2 separate regions of the Triticum aestivum genome follow, and region 1 is linked to region 2. A link is a contact called in public Hi-C data. All regions are on one chromosome and are shown on one strand. Each heading gives the region's core, a stretch centred on a gene start, on an enhancer-like site or on the middle of the called end of the contact. The rest is flanking DNA. Distances are from core to core; before and after follow the strand shown.

Region 1 (3,652 bases), core at 38-2,537, 680 kb after region 2:
CTTCGTTCTTGTTCCCCTTGCGCATGCCATCATCTCCATGCTTGTTCTTGCTCCAATGTTCATCCTTCTCCAAGCTAGCCCCTTCATTTATAAGCAAAACAAATGTATCCAACTTAGGCAACATCATATTCTCATGAACATTAGAATCATTACCAAGAAACGAAAGTACCTGGTAATTTAGCTGGCGTGCACGAGCTCTAGTAATTGGTCCAGTATGTATAGCAGCAGGGGTTGTGGGTGTAACAATTGTATTGATGTCCTCATCATAATTCGTTCGTGTATGCTTTATGGGGTGCGCTTAGAGAAGATTATGTTTGATCTTTTATTAGTAGTATAGATATTCTAAAATAATTCCCCATAAATTTTCAGCTCATTTGAAGATGTGCAGAATAGGTAACTCTGACGTAGCTTTTTCAGGTCCAGAATTCCATCTGCCGACATTCTCCCTCTTTGTGTAAATCTTGCATATTATGAGAGAAAATGCATTATAATTACTACATGGAGCATTATTATGCATAAAAATATTATAAATAACAGTAGAAAATCATGATGCAAAATGGACGTATCACGCGGGTCGAGGCTAATGAAGAGAAGGAGGGCACACGCGGCATAGAGCAATGCGGGAAGGTGATGTTGGGGTTGAAGCCGTCGAGCGCGTCACCGTCAGCTTAGTCAGGCGAAGGCGCGTACGCCCACACTAGCGACGAGAAGTTGGCCGACGACGCGACGCTCTGCTGGCTACCCCACACGCCTTGTGGGTACTAGTTTGCCTGTTGAGGTGGAAGGAGCTGGTGCTCGTTCGCCATGCCCCCGTGAGACGCCTCCTGCTCCGTTACCGCGTCCCTGGCCTTTTTCATGTTGAGCTCGTTTCGCCTATCGCTGGTGACCGCCGCCCGACGATCAACGTCAGCCTTTCACTGGGCGTTCGTCAAGCCCGAGAGCCTTGGCATCGGAGTCCTCGGCTTTCTCGGCTTTGGCTGGGCGGGATCGGTGGCTAGGCGAGGGGGCGCAAACTTCTTCGATGGCATGTGGGGCGGTCTGGGGAGAATGGCGAGAGCTGCAGGGGAGATGGGGGTGATGGGGAGGAAAAGAGAGGGAAAAGCAGAAAACAGTGGGAAAATCGATCGGTGTCGCCGACAGTGTGGGTCCACACGCCTTTTTAATTTCGTCGGTGCTCCCAGACGCCCACCGGTGCGCTGAGTTCCGCTTAGTTTCGTCGGACGTAATTTCGACCCAAACCTGTGAAAATCGAGAATTCGAGGCGCGGTGAAAAACAAGTCTCGTAGCTCAAACGAGCTGGCCTTCATCATTTTAAACAAACCAGTCGTGCAATCTGCAAGCCCTCCTCGCGACCTCGTCTCCTCCTCTCCCGTCGTCTCTTCTCCCCGGAGGTCGGAGGGGAGGGAGGAAGAGAACAAGGCCCAAAAAAAGAGGGAAGAGAGACACAGAGGAAAAAAGCGCGCACATACGGGAACGCGTGATCCAAATCGAATCCCCTCCTTACGGAGAAACCCAAAATCCAGAGAAAAGACCGCGCAAATCCGGCCAGATTTGGCCATCGATCTCGCGCGTGGTCCACCGGGAGGTTTCCCGAGATCTCCCGCGGGTTCCTCCAGCGCTTGGTCTGGTGCCGCAGAGGGCAGGATGAGCTCGCGGATAAAGGAGATGGTGCGGGTGGCCACTGCACGGCTTGGCGGCGAGCCTTCGCCGCGGGCGGGGCCTTCTCAGCCCGGACGCGCGGAGTCGTCCAGGACTGCACGGCTCGGCGGCGGAGGCGCCAGCCTCCGGCGTCAGCCCCAACCGCAGGCGCCCACCGTGCGCACCATCTACTGCAACGACCGCGAGGCCAACGCGCCCGTCGCATACAAGGTACATGCCCGGCTTTCCTCCTCTAATTCGGTTGATTCGTCTCGAAGCGTAGGGCTCTATGTGCCTAGATCTCCTTACCACCTGTTTGTTCCGTGTTCGGTCGGTTGGGTTGGAGATATCCATTTGGTACAGTGAGCTAGTAGAGAAGTGCAGTTTGTTTCGGTTTACATAGTCATTAATACTGATTATTCCACGAGAAAGTCACTTAGGATCTGTTTGTCCTCGAGTGCTGCATTTCTAGTCAACTATGAGGCAATTGGGTGGATCAGAGCCTGTTTGGTTGTTTGAATTACTAGTCACTTAGATTGCTATGGCAGCAATACAAACATACTAGATGCTACTGGCGTTTAGGCTTGAAGAGCTCAGATGAATAGGCTGGACTATTCTATACATCCATCCACTTAACCGCACCTCTGCGTGATGCTTGCTGTGTCGATTACTGAACTTGTTTCCAGTCAGGGGCTCAGGGCAGCCAACTCACCTCTTGATGGCTGCAAGCTGAAGCAACCTATTTACTTGTAAGGGGAATGGTTGCTCTCCACGTCATTCATTGCCATGTTAGCTTTCCATGATAATGCTGTTGGTCTAATTGTAATACTCCATTTTATGCCACAAAATAATGGGAAACACTGTTACTTGCCACTTGCCATTATTTTATTATCTTAACCATAATTTATCTGATCCCTGCAAAACTGCCCTAGTATTGTAAGTAGATGCATTCATAAATTTTCACTAACACTCCACCTTTCCCGTACATATGCTAGTGTAAACGAATGAATATATTCTGGATCGATACTGTGAAGATCAAGCTATATCACTTATCATTTTATCAACAACTTCTAGTTTGTTTGACCATGCAATCAACTCTTTCTGTTTAGTTTGACAGTCTGCCGCGTGTAGCATATCAAATCATCACTTTTGTAATTCTAATGCCAGAGCCCCACCTTGGTTTTTCTAATAATCCGTATCTTATATTTCTTTAACATTCTCGTGCATTCTCGTAAATTTTCACTGACACCCCACCTTTCCCGTGCATGCTAGTGTAAACAAATGAATATATTCGGGATCAATACTGTGAAGATCAAGCTATATCACTTCTCATTTTACATCCTCTAGTTTGTTTGACCATGTCCCTTTTTGTTTAGTTTCACAGTCTGCCGTGTGTAGCGTATCAAATCATCAGTATTGTAATTCTAATGCCAGAGTCCCACCTTGTTTTTTTCTTCTAATAATTCATACCTTATTTCTTCAACATTCTTGTTCATCATTTCCAGGGAAATTCTGTATCGACTACAAAGTACAGCGTATTGACATTTCTACCTAAAGGATTGTTTGAACAGGTATTGATACGTTGTTTTTTGTTTGTTACATATTCTGTCGACAAACCCTATAAATTTGTCATCTTTTAAAGTGAATTTGGCCTCTGTTTTTTTTGCCTTGAAGCAACACGAAACTATTATCTTGTTTTTTTGAAAAAGCAAAAGCTTTGTGTCCCGATGTATTGAATAGGTAGGAGTGAAGGTTATTTACAAACATGAGTCAGCAGCAAAATCGGAATAGAAATGCAGAAGAGAGACCGCACGGGGAAATAAATGAACATCCCAACCCTCAGGCCTGCAGGCAACTTGCCCGATGGTGCCCGTTCGAACCCGTGCATGACCCTCATCAAGGATCATGTTGCGAATGGCGTGAGAGTCTGGTTGCGTGCTGTCGAAGGTGCAGGCGTTCCTGTGCGCTTCTAGATCATTTAAGAGTTAGGACGTGAGAGGCGTGGTGCTTGCGA
Region 2 (3,587 bases), core at 289-2,788:
AAACCTACAAATAAAGGTCAAATATAAGATTAAAAAATGTGCTTGTAACTCCATGTTTTTTTATAGTTTTCTTCCCCCTCAGGAATAAACCTAAACATACATGTATAAATAAGAAAATGTACTTGAAATATCAAGAAAATATTGTTTATATTTTATTTAGGTTCATCAACTTGATCTGCCATAGTACTGTGTGTAGTCAGAGAGAATACAAAAGATCTTGCAAGGACGCAGCACACAAAGAAATGGGCTAGCAATGCATAGAGGCAAGTAACTACTGGATGAAACATAATTAGGAAAAAATGAATTATGGAAGAAGAGTGTCACGTGGTTAATACGAGTTGCCGTATGCAAGATTAATTCTAGAGTTTCTCACAGATCATATCAGAGATAGTCCCTTCAACGCAGTAAATTAAATAGTGTTAGCTCTACAGAAGGATATATGTGCCAAGAAAACCATAGGGGGACACTCTGTCCGCTGCAAGCAAAGATATTTGTTACCCATCTCAGCATTTCTAGTGACAAGTAAAAATATTAAATTCTCTCTACCACATTCCCTGATTTTCCAGGGTGGCTATGCTAAACCAAACTACATGAAAATGACATCAGTGACAATCCTTGCCTGCAAACAGAACTAGTAGCGACAAAAAATCCACCAAACAAATTTGTTAACAATCCACACAGCTGCAAGGCTGCAATGCAATAGAAAGCGTAGCAATCTTTGAGGAACTTACTCGCCAAAAGCACCCACTTTAGGACGTTTATTCTGCAGGTCCCGATCTCCATCCTCACTCCCTTCCTCTTCCTCGACATTGTTGTGCTCCTCAGCCTCGCCAGCGCCTCCTGCATCAGCGTCTGCGCCACCACCTCCCCACATGTCACGGAACCTGAGTGGTGGGACAGGAGGTGAATCCCAAACGCTCTCAGCAGCACGCGAACTCCCGGCAGCGTCAGGGTCCCATGCGGGGAAGACCATCGACCATCTCAAGGCAGGTGCCGGCGGCGGCACCGGCACTGGCGGCAGATGCCAACCCCGGCGCCCCAGAGACAGTGCGAGCTCCAGCTCCTCCCGCGCCTCCTCGTCCATATCTTCGCCATGCCCGGTACCCTCGCCGCTTCCCTCCACGCCCTTCATCTTTCCCCCGTCCGCCATCGCCTCACACCACCGCACCAAATCCTAACCCTAGAACTACCCCCTCCGCCAGCATCCTCGGCCAACCTCCGGCGACCCAGACACCAGCCCGCCACGAACCACGAGCAAACTCCAACGATTGGGGCCGACGCCTCGCCAAATTACACCGAATTTGGTCGAACCGGATTAGGGATGCTGGAGGGCGGCGGCTGACGCTCGATCCAGGAGGGACACGCCAGCAAGGTAAGGAGCAAGGGTAAGCGGCGTCCGTACCAGAGCGGTGGCCTGAGGCTGCACGGATTGGGCGGATCTGCGCACGGCGGAAACGGTGGTGAGCTGGAGGCCGCTGGCTCGCGAGTATACTTCGGAAATGGGGGAGCGGAGGCGAGGGTGAGAGGGAGAGAGAGAGAGAGACTGCTTGGGCCGTGGGAGTTGTAGGTTGCGGCCAATCTGCTCGATGTTACCTCTGACAAGTGGCGCATGGGGCAGGGGCCTTGTTGTCAGCCAGTCAAGTTTTTACTGGGCTTTGCTCCTGTGTGGGCCTTGCATTTGCTTAACGCATCTCGTTTTACGGGATGCTTCTGCGGTCGCTCACCATGACCGATGGGGCAGATAGTTCGGAGTTGTGAAGACGAGTGGATGCCATCGCTCTGCCTTGTGGGACATGGATCTCCCTTTATTTCTTTTGCGGGTGGGACATGAATCTCCGGTCAGGTTTGTGACCGACTCGACCTGATCGAACGGCGGTACACTTGGTCCAACGAACAATCTCCGCCAACGTTGTTGGTCCGTTTGGATCGTGCATTCTGCACTATGGACTGGGAGCTCAAATTCCGGGCAGCTAAACTCCTCCCCCAGTCTTCTACCATTTCGGATCATTGCCCGCTGCTCCTAGTGAATGAGGGGATGTTAAAAAAATAGAGACGGTTTCAGTTCGATCCAGGAGGGACACGCCAGCAAGGTAAGGAGCAAGGGTAAGCGGCGTCCGTACCAAAGCGGTGGCCTGAGGCTGCACGGATTGGGCGGATCTGCGCACGACGGAAACGGTGGTGAGCTGGAGGCCGCTGGCTCGCGAGTATACTTCGGAAATGGGGGAGCGGAGGCGAGGGTGAGAGGGGGAGAGAGAGAGACTGCTTGGGCCGTGGGAGTTGTAGGTTGCGGCCAATCTGCTCGATGTTACCTCTAACAAGTGGCGCATGGGGGGCAGGGGCCTTGTTGTCAGCCAGTCAAGTTTTTACTGGGCTTTGCTCCTGTGTGGGCCTTGCATTTGCTTAACGCATCTCGTTTTACGGGATGCTTCTGCGGTCGCTCACCATGACCGATGGGGCAGATAGTTCGTAGTTGTGAAGACGAGTGGATGCCATCGCTCTGCCTTGTGGGACATGGATCTCCCTTTATTTCTTTTGCGGGTGGGACATGGATCTCCGGTCAGGTTTGTGACCGACTCGACCTGATCGGGCGGCGGTACACTTGGTCCAACGAACAATCTCCGCCAGCGTTGTTGGTCCGTTTGGATCGTGCATTCTGCACTATGGACTGGGAGCTCAAATTTCGGGCAGCTAAACTCCTCCCCCAGTCTTCTACCATTTCGGATCATTGCCCGCTGCTCCTAGTGAATGAGGGGATGTTAAAAAAATAGAGACGATTTCAGTTTGAGTTATATTGGCAACACATCCATGGGTTCCAGGAATAGTGTGTCGGGATCTAATGATCCGATTAGCTCGTTTAATATTAAGCTCAGAACTGTTGCGCGTGCGCTTACTGTTTGGAGCAGGACAAAAATTGGAAACCTACAACTCCAGTTCGCGGCAGCACAGGAGCTTATTCTGCGATTGGAATCTGCTCAAGATGAGAGAGCCTTGACTACTCATGAGTCGACAATACGTTCAGTTCTGAAGTCTCGATGTCTTGGCCTTGCAGTCCTGCTCAGAATTAAGCAGCACCAAAGAGTTAAAGTGTCTTGGCTAAAGGATTCTATGTCCAGTTCCAAGATGTTCTTCATCAAGGCTAATTCTCAAGCAAAGAGGAATGCTATCCACTCCATGCTAAACTCCAATGGTGTGCTCCTTAATGACCAGGAGGGCATACTTGACACAATTGGTGAGCATTTCAAGAAGGTTATGGGCACTCCGAGTGAAACGTCATCGGCATTCTGTTAGGATTTCCTCAAATTCAACCCAACAAATCTGCAAGATCTAGAACAAAATTTTTCCTTGGAGGAAATAAAGGAGGCGATCTTGGACATGCCAGTGGACAAAGCTTCGGGTCCCAATGGGTTCTCTGGAGCATTTTACCGTGTTTGTTGGGACATAATCAAGGACGACCTTCTGTGTGTCTTCCGGCAATTGTTCAATCTCAATGCTCGATTGCTCCATAAAATAAATGATGCGCTGATTGTTCTGATCCCAAAGAAGAAGGACCCGCTGGGGATCGGTGACTACCGTCCCATCAGCTTAAT

What was found. Hi-C and Micro-C count contacts between places; a contact is called where the count stands out from the background.
Region 1: a contact with region 2 is called in a Hi-C map of leaf, with 4 times the contacts expected there. The contact joins the promoter of LOC123118639 here to the promoter of LOC123118612 in region 2. A contact is called at or near these places in 2 of 5 Hi-C or Micro-C datasets (both in leaf).

The regions. Positions count from the first base shown.
Region 1 is chr1B:262,285,607-262,289,258 of IWGSC CS RefSeq v2.1, forward strand. LOC123118639 (phospholipid-transporting ATPase 3) reads left to right here and starts at 1,288. Exons shown (of 27, transcript XM_044538614.1): 1 at 1,288-1,869; 2 at 3,144-3,209. The coding sequence starts at 1,645.
Region 2 is chr1B:261,610,225-261,613,811 of IWGSC CS RefSeq v2.1, forward strand. It overlaps LOC123118612 (F-box/LRR-repeat protein 15), which reads right to left and starts at 1,539. Exons shown (of 17, transcript XM_044538612.1): 1 at 732-1,539. The coding sequence starts at 1,150.